2 separate regions of the Anas platyrhynchos genome follow, and region 1 is linked to region 2. Evidence: chromatin contacts called from public Hi-C data. All regions are on one chromosome and are shown on one strand. Each heading gives the region's core, a stretch centred on a gene start, on an enhancer-like site or on the middle of the called end of the contact. The rest is flanking DNA. Distances are from core to core; before and after follow the strand shown. Region 1 overlaps LRCH1 (leucine rich repeats and calponin homology domain containing 1). Region 2 has its middle 11 kb from the start of RUBCNL.

Region 1 (6,979 bases), core at 945-3,444, 100 kb after region 2:
CCTTCACAGGGATCCGCAGGAAGGACCCAGTGGTTATGGAACCCAGGAACCATATTTTTTTTTGCCAATCTTAACCCTAAACTGTTGTCCTAATGATGAAGAAATACCAGATAAAGCAGAAACGTAAATGCTTTATGTTGCTGCCTAAAGCCAGGTGTGCTGGGCAGTACGGTAAGTACGATAATGAGGCAGACTGCTGTAGGTAGTAACCTCCTCTTTCTTCGTCCTGGCTTGTGATGGTTTACTGAGGGCATCTCTTGCAGAAAAATTTCCTTTGCCTCCTTTGAATTGGAGTGTGCCACAGCACTAACAATGAGAACATGCTTCAACACAGCTGTCAGCAAGTTATTGCTACCCTTTTTCTCTCCCCTTCCCTCACCCCTGAAGTTTGTGCTCAGGTTTAGCTTCTGGGAGAGCTGTTGGATTGCTTCCGGGCAATCAGTGTGCTACCTGAAAAGAATTGTAGGATTGCACTTGGCTTACATTTGCTCTACTGGGTGGTTACAGGGCACAGTGGTAAAGCAAGCCCTATATTCCCTAATGGTGTGGCAGATGAAATACAGTGGAGTGGCAGGTGAGGATCTCTGAGGAGGAATGATCGAGTTTGTAAGCATCGTCTTTGTTGAGTCTATCATCTGACGTTAATTGAGAGACATTTTAAGGCTGCTTTTGCCTTAAATAGGCCAAGTGCAGCTACTGCTGTAACTACAGAGAGCTCGCAGATACCTCAGGTTGTTGCATCGACTGAAAGAAGCTTGGAGGAAACGCTTCAATGTGACTATTTCAGAAGGGTTGGTTTTGTGTGTGTGTTTTTTCTCAACCTCTCCTTAGTATTTGTGTTTGTTTCCTTGACCTCCATTGTCTTTGCTTCCTGCAGTTGTGACAAGTAAACTCATTTGTTATACTCTGAAAACCCTTGTGAGAAATAGGTCCATGGAAACGTCGGGGGTTTGTAAGGCTTTGCATAGGTGTCTTCCTATTTCTGCCCTTCTCATTCCTCATCGATGGTCTCGAGAAACCCTGCTACAGGGTGTTGGCCAAGTCTGAGATCAGGACTCCCTCTTGTGGTACCAGCTCTGCCAGGCTCACAATGTGATTCTTTCTCAATGTTGGTTTCCTTCGCTCCTGTTCCTACTGCCTCTAAAAGCCTTGATTTAGGGCCTTGTTGGTGACTGGCGGATGTATGATTATATTACAATTGCTACATTTGATATGTACTAAATTGAGTTCATTGTGATCATCGATAACGCTGATAAAGTAGAGCTGTGTGTTTTGTATCCCTACAGGTAGCTCTTGAATTTGCCCATGTATTTTAATGTTATGTCAAGATGTGGAATAGGGAAGAATTGCAGAATTCATCCACACAGCTGCCAAGGAGAAACACTTGATATATTAAATCATATCAATAGTAAGGAAAAGCACATCAATGTTCACTTTGGTTTTGCTTTAAGGGGCATTCTTTGTCTTCTCTTATTTCTTCTTCTGTCTGCTAAATAACTTGAGCAGACACGTCTCTTAGTTAAGAAATGCCATGCGCTCACTGTGCTCTAATTATCACGAACAAACCAGAATGCATCAGGCACCAGAGGTCTCTGCTCCCACTTTGTTGTGTGTGTGGCATCACTGGCAGTGGGAGTTGCTGGCTGCACGTCCAGAACATTATTCATCAATGCTCTCTGACAGATAGAGTCAAGTAAGTGGGACAAGGTGTGCTGCTCTGCTGAGTAACAGCAAGTTGAAGGGCATCTGTTAGAGGTATACCGCATTTTGTTAGTTGTGAAAACACTAACATAAATATATATGACTTTGGGACAACCATTTAGGTGGAGGAAAAAACTAGAAGGAAGCAATTGCTTGCTACAAAGCATTGACTATTTGATTCTGAGGGGCACGAGGTCAGTGATAATAGAGCACTTGCCTTCCCTGCCAAGGCAAGTATACTTGTGTTAACTAGTGTTAGCCTGGCCACTTGGTGAATGCAGTTTGGTTTGCAGTGGCAGAGTGGTCTATACTCTGTATGTATGCTCTGTCTGTATGGTTGGTTTAAATGCTGTTTGGGGTGTTGGTAATCAGCTTGTAGACTGCTGTCACAACAGTGGTAGGCAGCAGTGGGATTTCATTGTGGCAGGCGCTTTTGGAGCTGCAGGAATTGGAAAGGTTTGTCCTGAGGATGGATCAGTCATCGTTGCCCAGCAGTGTGCCATGCCAGGTAGCCAAACACTGCTCAGAGCCTGCTGCTGGTAGGAAATTTCTGCTTTTTGTTGTTCACTCTCTGCTAAGGAAGCTCTTGTTTTGGGTAGCTCCTGTCCAGCTTCCAGCGTAGTAATGCTCTTGTACAAAAACAGTGCCATTGCTCCAGAATTGTGCTGATTCTTCAAAAGATCAGGCTTCCATCTCATATTTTTCTAAGCTGGCTTGCTTACTTTGCATTCCATTCTTTATTTTGGAGTTTTAACGAACTTGTTCTTGGCAGTATAAAATGGGATGAAGCCAGATTCAGTTTGAAATGCCTTTGTGGCATAAATAATGAATGAATAGTGTATTCCATTTAAAACACAGAAAGCTTGCTCTGGTGCCCTCCCTGCCACTGGGATATTTGCCTGTGTTTGTGCTGCCTGCTTCACAACAGAATTACAGGAAACAGTCACCTCGGGTTAAGCCCATATATAGTTCCTTAGTAACCCTAAAATAGTGTTTCTGCCATAATGGATTTGTTTCTTTGTTAGATCTCCTATTTATTAAAGGCGATAATCAGTTAAAAGGCTAAACTCTATCAACCCTACCTCTCTATTCCTTTCTATTTCTGTAGCAAAGTTAGTCTCTGCAGTAATTTAATGATTTTTAATTCCCCTGAGGCACTATTTTTCAAATTAATGATTTAACAGATGTTTTATTCTAGAACTTAAATATCAGAATATACCTGAAGTGTACATACAGGTTGTCAGGTGCAGTAATGAAACAAGGTGCAAAAGTACTTTGGTATAAGTAATATCAAAATAATTATGTAACTTTCAGAGGTTTCTGTACGTGTTTGCATATACGAGGTACAGTATGAAGCTGATATGCAGACTGCTCTCCTTACTGTTGAGTTTTTAAGGCATGCACTTGTCATTACAGATTTTTTAGGGGCATCTGAAAGCTGCTAGGCTTTCTTCACAGCTGCATCATGTTTTGAGGTTTACATTCATTTTGTGATTGAATAAAAGCCATCCTTTCTTTTGTCTTTTTTTTTTTTTTTTTTTACCCTTCATCCATTTGAGCAGGAAAGTCTGTTTTTTGGCCAAAAAAAAAAATCATTTAAAAAATGATGGTATCATACCGATTCCATTCCTGTACCCCATTTCTCAGAGACGGTCAGATATGGTATTTGATACATCTTAAATAAAAATAAAATTAATTCTGTTAGCAAAACTCTGCTTTTTAAGTTACACTGTATTAAATAAAACGTACAGTTTTGATTCTTCTGCTTTACTATGGATTGAACTTCTTAATGTTATTTAGGAAGCAGCAGTAGATATAACAGTGTTGAAATGATCGTAATCTTTGATAACTAGACAATAATAAATAATTGACTTCCATTGTTGGAAGTTAATTGAATTCCTTTTTTGTATACATGTTGTGTCCAATAACCCGCTGTCCTGAGGATAACAGGGAGGATTTTCTGTTATCATCTGTGGCTTCTTTGTTTTGTCCTTCTTCAGATTACCAGAGCTAAAGCCCTTGAGAACTGAGGATAACAATAAAAACAATCAAAGAAAGGATAGTATTAAAATAGCAATAAATGATTTTGCTGTGCTTGTGATGCCTCTTAGAGGCACGGGCTGGGTTTCGTTGCTGTTCCACTTCTCTGAGGTACTAGAATTTTCCATGGCCAAGTGGCATGTGGTGGCATGGTCCCTTTTACTCCGTGTGGAGGTCAACGAGAGCAGGCCTAAAGCTGGGGTCCAAGTGATAGATAGCCTGCAGTCCTAACAGCGTGGGGAGTAGCAACATTTCTGTTTTAACCAAACTTTGTGTGTGTCACTGTGGAAGGAGCAGTCAAGGCCCAGGGGTCACTCTCCACCTGCCACCCAGGCCCACAGAGAGGCCTAGGGCTGAGTTTCGGTTCCCTCTTCCCAACCTTCCTGCCCCTTCCCCACTGTGTGAGGAAATGAGAGCGGTGATGCAGGGATGTCACCGCAGAAGCTCCTTTAAAAAAAAAAAAGGGGGGAAGGGTTTTTTTCAAGTTGAATTGTGGAATCTCAAGGTGAATAATTTTGGCTGAGGTGCCCAGTTCAACCACGTTGCCATCTGAGTCAGCAGGGCTGCACTGCCTTAGTTCCCTCCTTGGCCATTGCTGTCATCCTGGTCGGGTTTGGAATAGAGACCAGCTTTGTGGTGGCAGCGATGAAATGGAGCAAGGTGGAGGCTGACAAGGGGAATTGAGAGTACTGAAGTTCAGCTTGCATTGCAGGAGACAGGAACAAAACCAAAAATGATAAAACCTTCCTACTGGTGATGCTTTTGAGCTCAAGCCATGTCTCTATGCAGCAAGCTGAGCCTGACACGGCAAAGAAAGTTAAGATCTTCAGGTTTTTGACAATTTTTTCACAAAAGCCAAACTGCTTCATGGTCCTAAAGAGATGAGTCAGATCATTGGCATTCTGGAAATGTATCTACTAAATTATGGTTGGTTTCCCCACCTTACAGTCTAAGACGGTCAGCTTCAAAATAAGCATTGGAGGATCAGGGAGGAGGCTTAACCAGCAGCAGCAAAGATGTGAAATCATCAAATTGCGTTTTCCTCGTATCCTTTCCCTCAAACACCTGCCAAACCCCTTTAAAAACAAACTAGAGATACAGTTGTTGTTTTCGCTTTTATCTAAATGCTATCATTTGCACATAACTATCTGTATTGGTCTTGAGATATGTTATATGAGTTTCACTTGGTTGTGGATTCAAGTATTTTCTCAGTGTATTGAGGCCTGCAAGTAATTATTTTTTATTAGACCGAATAACTTTTAATTGAATTTTTGCTTTTTATACAGTCTGTTCCATTTTCTTGATTTTAAAAGTTAAGATTAGTTTTATTTTGTATAATAAAGCACTGGCTTAACTTGCTGTCTGACTGTAGGATTACATTTATTCACTTTTTTTTTTAATAATTACAGTTTGTTCAAAGTAATATTTCTGATGGTTCAAAAAAGTATCTTCTCTTTCTCTCTTTATAGATCTATCCAAGAACAGATTAACGGAGGTTCCTACGGAGTTGTGCCATTTTGTGTCACTGGAAACACTAAATCTATACCACAATTGTATTAAAGTTATACCAGATGCAATAGTGAATTTACAAATGCTAACTTACTTAAATTTGAGGTAAGTTTAAGTTTACCATACTCTCTGTTTATTTGCAAATGTGTAAAGACTTGTTTGTATGCACTTTGTGTTCCTGGAACAATTGACTGCATTTTTCATTTTATTGCAAGCAGTAATGCAAAAATTCATTGCCTGTAGATATAGTTCCATATGAAGGCAATGTAAAATCTAAAACTAATTATTTAAGGAATGACCGAGTAACATTAATCCTTTTCTTTCCCTTATTCTAGCAAATTGAGAATGCTAATCGTATCAGCATGGTCAGATTCTTTTCATTCCCTTCTGATGATAAATTTTATAAAGTTTGGTATGGGTTTTTTTTGTAGTTAGAGAGATGGAGGGACAGAGGATCAATATTTTCTTCATGGGGGATAGAGAGGAAAATCATGATTTTATTACTTATATCCTCTTATTATGCAAGATACATAATTAATGCCTTTTTTTTAGGAAAAAGGGACAAAAAATTAAGCACCTTTGTCTCTTTTCTGGGAAAGCTGTGTGTGGATGCTAATCCATATTGAGGATTTCTATTGCTTTAAATGCAGTTGAATGCATATTTCCTCTTGTGAGAGGATGTGTCAGCACTTTCTCAGCTGGGACAAGATGTGGAGGTTTGATTGCAGTTGGATATGTAAAAACTGTAATAGTGAAGATATTACTATCTTGTATTTGAGAATGAGGTTGAACAAGGGGGCGAAGTGGTTCTTGTGCTTTTAAATCCAAGGTATGAAGGCTTGGTCTTCAGTCTTGTAAACACTGAGCATATTTCTCAAGCCCTCCTGTGTGAATTACTACTGTACTGCAGTTTTGGCTACCATGGAACGCTAATTTTGATTTAAATAACTGAAATAGAATAATGTGTCCTGAGTATTTGCACACATGTAAAGAATACGGCACATGTAATTTTGAAGTGGTATTACAGTTGGATACAAAAAAAAAAAATTAAGACTGGATGAAATCAAGTTTGCTTACGTCACCTTGGTAAACATGGGAATTAGAGTGAATTAACTCAGTGTATTAATGGAATTTATGTAAAGTGCCACAAATCCAGAATACTTAGAATTGATATTGTGTATCGCAGTAAATTAGACAATTTAAACAAATGGAAAATTTTCATGTTTTACTAGGTAATTTCTCTCTGCTTAAAATCTCCTTAAATAGTTTTCCTTTGGACACGGCCTTCCCATATATTAGGAAGGCTGACAGTAAGCAGTCTGTAGAAGAGAGTACAATATCCTTGACTTTCTAACTATGTTGCTTCTTGGCAAGAAAACATGATGAATTTAAAATGAATATTTTTATGTGGTACCAGGAGAATATGTATGTTAAATAGAATTAGGAAGTGATGCCAAGAGATGTGTATAGGTTTGGGACCTTGGTGGATACTATTTATGTTTTATTTAAGGGAATTCCTTTTATACAAATACGACAATTTATTACACACATACACTGGTTATGTGCTTTTCCTTATCTCTCAGTGGATTGCTTCTGAGCTCTGTAAAACTTAAAACTTAAAAAGTAAAAAATCTTGTTATTTTTGTGTGCTTTATCTACTGGGTAGATATATTTGCAGATTCTGCATGTTCTCAGTTTGACTTCAGTAGAACTTAAAAATAATTTTTAC
Region 2 (7,026 bases), core at 2,808-5,307:
TAAGTGAAAAAAAATCCTACCTTGTATATAGTTTATATCAGTAGAACCAAATCCTAGTACGCAGCACCTCTTTTAGATGCTAAAAATTACAAAACTGCTTACATACTGACCTGAAGCAAACTAAATTTCAGAAATTCCTGCAAATCCAAAATGCTCTATTTTGATCACCTGGCATTAAAAAAGATCTTCAATGAGTCCATAGGTCCTGCTGTAATTTTTAACCTTATTTTGTTCTCTCTGAGTTAGGGAAAATGTATTTTTGACAGCTGAACAAATGAGCTTTTATGAAGTTTCTAGTTAAGATTCCTATGGACTGACAGATTATTTGCAAGAGCATCTCTGAGCAAAGGAGATGCCCAAATGTGCAAATTCTCACTTTTCAGCCCAATCTGATCTAACAGCTCACTGCTGTCAAAGGGAAACCATCTCCCTCAATGATAAATAGCTGTCTATCTCTTGGGTTAGGGACTTGAACTGGCAGAGGCAGATGTCTGAGAAGACCTGTCACAGTGAAAATGGGAGGAAGCGTGGCCTTGGGAGGTGCAAAATGAGAGAGGTGTAGGGGAGGAAAAGTGAAAAGCATCACCCATTTTAGTGTCCAGAGGTTTCAGATTAGCCCAGCTGTGGTATATATTTTTACTCTGAGCATTGACGCAGTGAATCTTGCTAGATTTTATTGCCATCTTCCCTAGCACTCTCCACGGCTGCTTCAAGGTGCCTTTCTGGGCAGCTTTCCAAAACCACCAGCAGAAACCTGTGCTAGCAGGACTTCAGCTGGCAACGTCCTTTAGTCCAGATAAAATCTAAAGTGCCCGTAAGACGTAGGACAACTGGTTATGGGGAAGGCAATTTCTTTCACAATACAGAGGAGAGGATCCAGGTTTCTACGTAATTACTTGTCAATTAGACACCAATTTGTAAATCCACAGTGGGCGGTGGGTGGCAGAAGCTGGAGTAGTAAAATACCAGGTGTGCCCAGGTTGCCAGATGAATTTGGGTTGAAGCTGTTCACAGGTACAGACTTGTCAGTGAGCTTCGCTGTGTGCACACAAGCACGGAGTTTATCGTAGCTCTGCAGTCTGCTGGAAACAGACCTTAATTGGATCCAAACTCTTATTAATAAGATCTGTGCAAAGGGTGAAAAGCCAAACCAAATCAACTCTTCAGTTCCCAGCATCAGCCAACAGCTAGTCTTGCAATGGGTTTCATCTCATTGGGTCTGGGGAACATATGTCAATAAAAATGTATAAGGAACATCTGATAACTCTTCAAGGGGCAACTTAATTCCAAATATGTGCCTTGCAGCCTGGTTCTCTGCTTCGTTGCACTAGCTTAGCACGTGTATAGTCCTACTGAGAAAACTAGACCTATAGATGTTGTAGTACCGCAAAGGGAAGCCACTAAATAGGGAAGAAAGCTTTGTGAAGGAGTGCTTGAGGTTGTGATATTTTTTGAACATTTAACATCTAGAATGCATGAATTATGTTGGAAATTGGGCCACTGGTTGTATCTAAATGGCTTGAGTTGAGTGAAATTTTGGATAATTCTTAAAAATCAGTTCATGGTGAAGGTAAATTATTTCAGTAGATAATGAAAGCTGTTTACTGGGAAGGGAGAGGACATCACCTTTCTATGCAGGCCTGATAATAGAGGCACTGTTACATTTGAAATTTAGGGGTGTGTCCTCTAAAATGATCTGTTAATAGCTACTAAGAAGCTTCAAATTTTGGAATAAGCAAGGATGGAAGGAAGGACAAGTTTCCTTGCTCGTTAGGACAACTGACATTAGATAGAGATAAAGCAGGCAACCTTCTGGATTTGCAGTCTTTTATCAGCTCTGAGAAATATGCTGCAAACGCAGTGACTATGTTAACCACAAGGAGGTTTGTGTCAATACCTGTGAATTAACAACTTATTAGCATATGGGTAGCCGTATTTGAAAAAGTCTTGTTTTTATTTGTCTGTCCATCTCAACAGCTGAAAAAAAAAACAAGAGTCACAGTCATACCTTGTGAAAATTTTAAAGATTAATAATTGACTTTTGCTCTACAGAAAACTCGTTGGGAACTGAAGAAAATGCTACATTTCACTGATGGGGAAGCAAAGAGCTGGGTTTTCTGAAAGAGGCAGTGTTCTTGTGTCTGGTTCTTAGAGAAAGCTGAAGGTTTGGTGGATTCAATTCCTTCCTCATTGGGAGGGTTCTCACACACAGAGCACGTAGCTTCGAGTGCCTCAGGCACCAGGTTCAGGGTTGCTTGGATGTGCTCATGTTCGGTCTCCTTCTAGCTGAAGATGCCACATAAAACAAAAAAGTCATTGAAAACCCCAAAAGAGATCAAGCTGAGGCTGTAGATTAGTTGTCAGGACATTCGTGTGAGGGTGCGGGGACAGGGAGACAGCCCTTAATTTGAACCATGCTCAGCACAAAGTGCCTTTGACAGGAAATCCAGTCTCAGAGGTGTGATGGTCTACTGTATGTGAACTTAATGACTGAACAGAAGAGAAACACCAGACACCCTTGGTTAACTGAAGAAGCATTAATCTGACAACAAAGGATCCAGCATTCAGCAATGGATTTGGTGAAAACTAATGACAGGACCTGTTTGGTCATGTCTGTCTATTTTATTTCTATTTATTTCTATTTTATCTTCATTTGTAATGGTGACCCATTAGGACAGCTGCCTCTCTTCTTACATCTTTCCCTCTCTGTCTCATTTCAGTTCTGATTTTTTTTTTTTTCCTTCCTGATTATGTCTGTAGGGCCTTTGAAATGTTCTGATGTGCAAACATCCTTTTTTCAAAGGAGCACTAAACTTCTGTGGTGGATGGAAGTCTGCTGTCCATACCATTGCTTTTCTTAGTTACTTTTCGAAACTCAAATAGTCCACAGAGCCCTCATAGAAAATCAGTGTTCTAATTTGAGTGCAGAGATCTTGATTATTTATAGATGACCCTAGATACATGACTTAGTTATGAGGAGAGAAGGTATTGGGTTTTGTTATGACTTCAGTAGCCACTGAAAACCTTGAAGCTGGATGAAACCCCAGCAGGTGGCTTTGCTGCTTGAAGAGACGAGTGTGGCAGTGGTTGTCAGAAACACAGGAGGATTGCATGGGTCACCAAACATCCCTGAAATGCACTCACGAAACCACACACCCTTCTAAACGCAAGAGTGATGATGATGAAAAATTGTCAATAGGCAGGGCTGACGAAACAGAGAAGCACTGAATCTTCAGAAATCACTTGTGTATGCGGAGGTTATTCCAAATGGAAAACATAGATATCCTTTCTTGCAATCTTGCAGGCACCAAGCCAAGGTATGGTTCTGCTCTCAATGAAATCAGTGGAAATTTTTTCTCTACTTGAATACCACAAGTAAATGCAGGGTTTGTTCTTTTGCTTCAGGCATACAGCATTTGTTACATCCTCTTTTTCCCTTTTTCTATTTACTTTCTATTCTCCATTTAAGTGATTTATATTTGTTTTCTTTCTTCCCTTTGCTTGACATTTTGATTCCTTTTTATAAAAGCTAATGACATATGGGAACATACAAAAGAGTCGTTCTGACTTCATGGGATTGGAGCCTTGGGTTACAAGCCTTGCCGTGCTGAATGAAGTAACTATTCTGCAGCGTGCCACCGAGGCCGGCGTTGGAGAGCAGTTTGGTAATCCCACTTGTGGCCAAGGCTTCCTGCTATTTTGGTACTTCTGCAGTGGTAAACCAGCTGCTGCAGACCAGCATCTCAGCGAATTAAGTTGAAGTAGATCTACATTGAGATAAAAGAGACCAGTGCTGCGTTTAGCTCTGAGGGAACCAGGAAGGACCGAGGGGGTTGTGTAGAGGTGCTGGGTTTTTACACCTCCATGGGTTCTGAGTGCTAACAGGCCTTAGGTGTTGATCAGCCTTGCCAGGAACCCCTGTCCTGGGCCCAAAGGTTGACCTAAACCAGACTTATGACCTTGAATTTGTCCAAAGATCCCCACTCCACTGGTTACCATCACCAAGTCTGCTCAGCTCCCTGTTGTGTGCTGTGAGGCCATGGCTGTGCAGCCTGGGCCTAGGTCAGCCCTTGCTCCTGGCTCATCCTCCATGGTAAAACCCCATTCCTGTGGCTCCATGACTGATATCTCAGGATGTCTTGAGCCATGGGACAAATGCTGTGGGACCTGGCCCTGGGGTATGCCAGATACCCCCCCCATCTAGTTCCTCCCCAGCCCCAAGGTAGTCCCTAAACCATGGTCAGCCTACAGAGCAGGCCACAGCCCTGCCATCTTCTCTTATCCCCTCTGAGAGGCCAGTCCTAGCTCTCCCAGCCCCATAGTGGGATCCAGGCAGGGCTTTAGAAGTCAGATGTGGCTAATCTTTATCACCTGTGGATAATATTTATCACCTACCAGGGGTCTATGCAGCAGCTCAGTGGTAGTAGTCTTCCAGGTCCTGGGGATGGCCCAACACAGTGATGTGTTGCTCCCTGTGTAGGGCACTATGACCCCTTCTTCCAGAACCATAGAACTATTTATTTTTTTATTTTGGTCTGATAAGCATCTGGCTTTTTCCAGCTGAGACCAACACAGTTGTCGTTGATGGTCATAGGCATAAAAGCATAGCCCATACGTTCCCTGGGAACTAAAGCCATCATGCAATGCTAAATTGTTCACTGTATCAACTGAGACTCTGAATGAAGGAAATAACTGGTAATAATTAATAATGAAGGCACTGGCAGCAACATGGGTTTCTTGTTATGGAGGTAGATGAGCACAGAAACCCCCAATCAATTCTCAGCATTGCTTAGCAGCAGTGAGATACGTGGTAATAACTGAGCAAAGAACGTGCTAGATTTATTGAATTGATACTTAAGGTGTTTTAGGCATTTATATCAGTGAAAGGAGGAATTAACCTTTGAATAATATATTTTAAAAAAGGATAGGTACTTAGATTAAGATTTCCAGTTACTGCTTTCCCAGAAAAAAAATAATAAATCAAAACACACACTAAAGAAAAAGGGACGATGAGTTCTCCAGAATGTTTTCTGTTCCATTTCTTGGCAAGACCTACTTTGTACAGGTCAACTGACTTAGGTGATCTAATCAATCTGTGGAATAAAATGTGCTGGGATCCGGATAATAGAAAGTATGCCACAGTTTCCAGGTTTATTTAGGAAAAGTACTAGCTTAATTAGAAGTCACATGGAGGGTTGGAGGGCCTTGATGTTGTACCTTGCTTGACCTGCTGCAGGTAATTTGGTTGCAGCTGCAGCATGCCTGCTGTCCAAGGAATTAGAGTGAAGTCATTAGACCAGGCATGTAAAAAAAAAACATTGCACATAAGTACTGACAAAAAGTCACAGAGATTTTCTTTGTTTCTTGTGTGGTGTTGAGGAGAGGATAGTGTCATTTTTTGGGTAGCTCCAAGCACAATCCAATTTCTTTCACCATTATCAAGAAGACAGTTTATAAGTCTACAGAAAAGCCAGGGGTAATTCATGCTAGAAGTAGAATAGCTATATGTAGAAGAATCCCTCTGCTTTTGCTATATTTCTTCAGTTCCCCAATTTGACAGGCTGTCTGAAATAACTTCTACTTGTTGGTGGAAGGCAGCAGCAGTAAAATATTCATTATACCCAGGAGTAGTTGCAGGCACATCTCTAAACTAAATTTACATCCTCAGCTCCTCAGCTGGGCGGGTCATATGTCCCTTTTGAAGCCAGTGATGCCACCTTCTGGGAAGGGAGGGAAGAAAGAGAGAGAGATGACCATGTTAGCCGCAGATGAGATGGGTTTAAGGCATCACAGAGTGGTTGGTTCTTATTTCATGCTCTGGTTGCTTTGGTGGGCACATGGGTGGCAATGCACGGTTGTGGGATCTGGCTCCGTGCCATGTCTGTGCACCAACTTCCCAAAATTGAAGTTTCGAATTTGAGAAAGGGGAAACATCTATGGAGAAATCCTCATACAGGCTTCTTTGTTGATAGGTTATTAAATAATGGCAAGTGCTCTTAATACCAGTGGACATTGTATACTAATTTCCCCTGGAGTGATTACTGGAATTCAGATCCTGATCGTGCTTTTGTTATTGTTATATAGCCACCCGTGCCTGGCGAGCAGATGGATGAAGCTGTGCTGGGATGCTGGAAATTGCAGAGTAGACTTATATTGTGTTTACCATGTTAAAATGCTCTGAAATACAGACAACTGGAGTATAAACCCATCTTCCTCACATCGGATGGCAGGAGGAAAATCCGAAAGGCTTTGGCAAGTTCATGAAGGCAGCACACTATCAGCAGGGACTCCAGTGAAAGCTCTTTGGGTTATTCTCATGCCACAGGACAACAGCCAAAGACAGCAGCAGCTTCCCCGTCAAAGAGGTTTTGCAGAGCTGGGGTTTGCTTTAGGAGTGCCCAGCAGAGGGAGGCAGAGCCCAACGCTACCGCACTGGTCCTTAACAGACGAGTGGAGCATCCCTGATGCGTGAACGAACAACTTCAGCTCCTCAAAGCCCGGCCGAAACCAAAGCCGTCTCCGTCAGCTCCAGCATTTTGAGGTGTGTCCTTCTCCATCAGAAGTAATCCATGTAAAGAAAGCGTGTGATAGAGCCGGGGCTGGTGATGCTCCAGCATGTCTGACAAACCAACCTGTCCTCCAAATACAGAGCAAGCCAAGTGGGCCAGGACCCTTGGGTCTGTTTATTTTTCCAAATCCAATAAGTGAAAAAGAGAGAGATGTTTGCATAACCAGTGTCAACAATCAGGATCATATCTAGACCATGTTGTCTCGTGCCAGCTTATTTCCTTACACAGAAAGATCTCTACGAAACCACTTCTTTAGGAAGATTGCATTCAAGCAGTGCAAGATAGGAGAGGGCAGACACAATACCTACACTTTCCAAAGCCTATTTCCACTTCAGAGAAGAGGAGGAGTTGTGAAGATGGACATTCAGTACTAACTTTGTCAGATACTGCAGGGGTGAAAATACAAATCCCATAAGTAAGCAGAGGAATAATGAAGCATTGTGCTGATGTTGCTGGC

The links. A called contact is a pair of places that touch in the nucleus more often than the background predicts.
Region 1: a contact with region 2 is called in a Hi-C map of subcutaneous adipose tissue, with 2.8 times the contacts expected there. The contact joins two enhancer-like sites. A contact is called at or near these places in 2 of 8 Hi-C or Micro-C datasets (liver and subcutaneous adipose tissue).

What each region holds. Positions count from the first base shown.
Region 1 is chr1:177,647,812-177,654,790 of IASCAAS_PekinDuck_T2T, forward strand. LRCH1 (leucine rich repeats and calponin homology domain containing 1) reads left to right here. Exons shown (of 19, transcript XR_011806421.1): 2 at 5,211-5,355. Among named protein-coding and RNA genes, the nearest start is that of LRCH1, 54 kb to the left of the region's middle. Within about 2 kb of position 2,195, at least 1 of the 8 cell types and tissues checked has an H3K27ac peak or open chromatin away from gene starts, as enhancers often do.
Region 2 is chr1:177,545,199-177,552,224 of IASCAAS_PekinDuck_T2T, forward strand. No RefSeq gene overlaps it. Among named protein-coding and RNA genes, the nearest start is that of RUBCNL, 11 kb to the left of the region's middle. Within about 2 kb of position 4,058, at least 1 of the 8 cell types and tissues checked has an H3K27ac peak or open chromatin away from gene starts, as enhancers often do.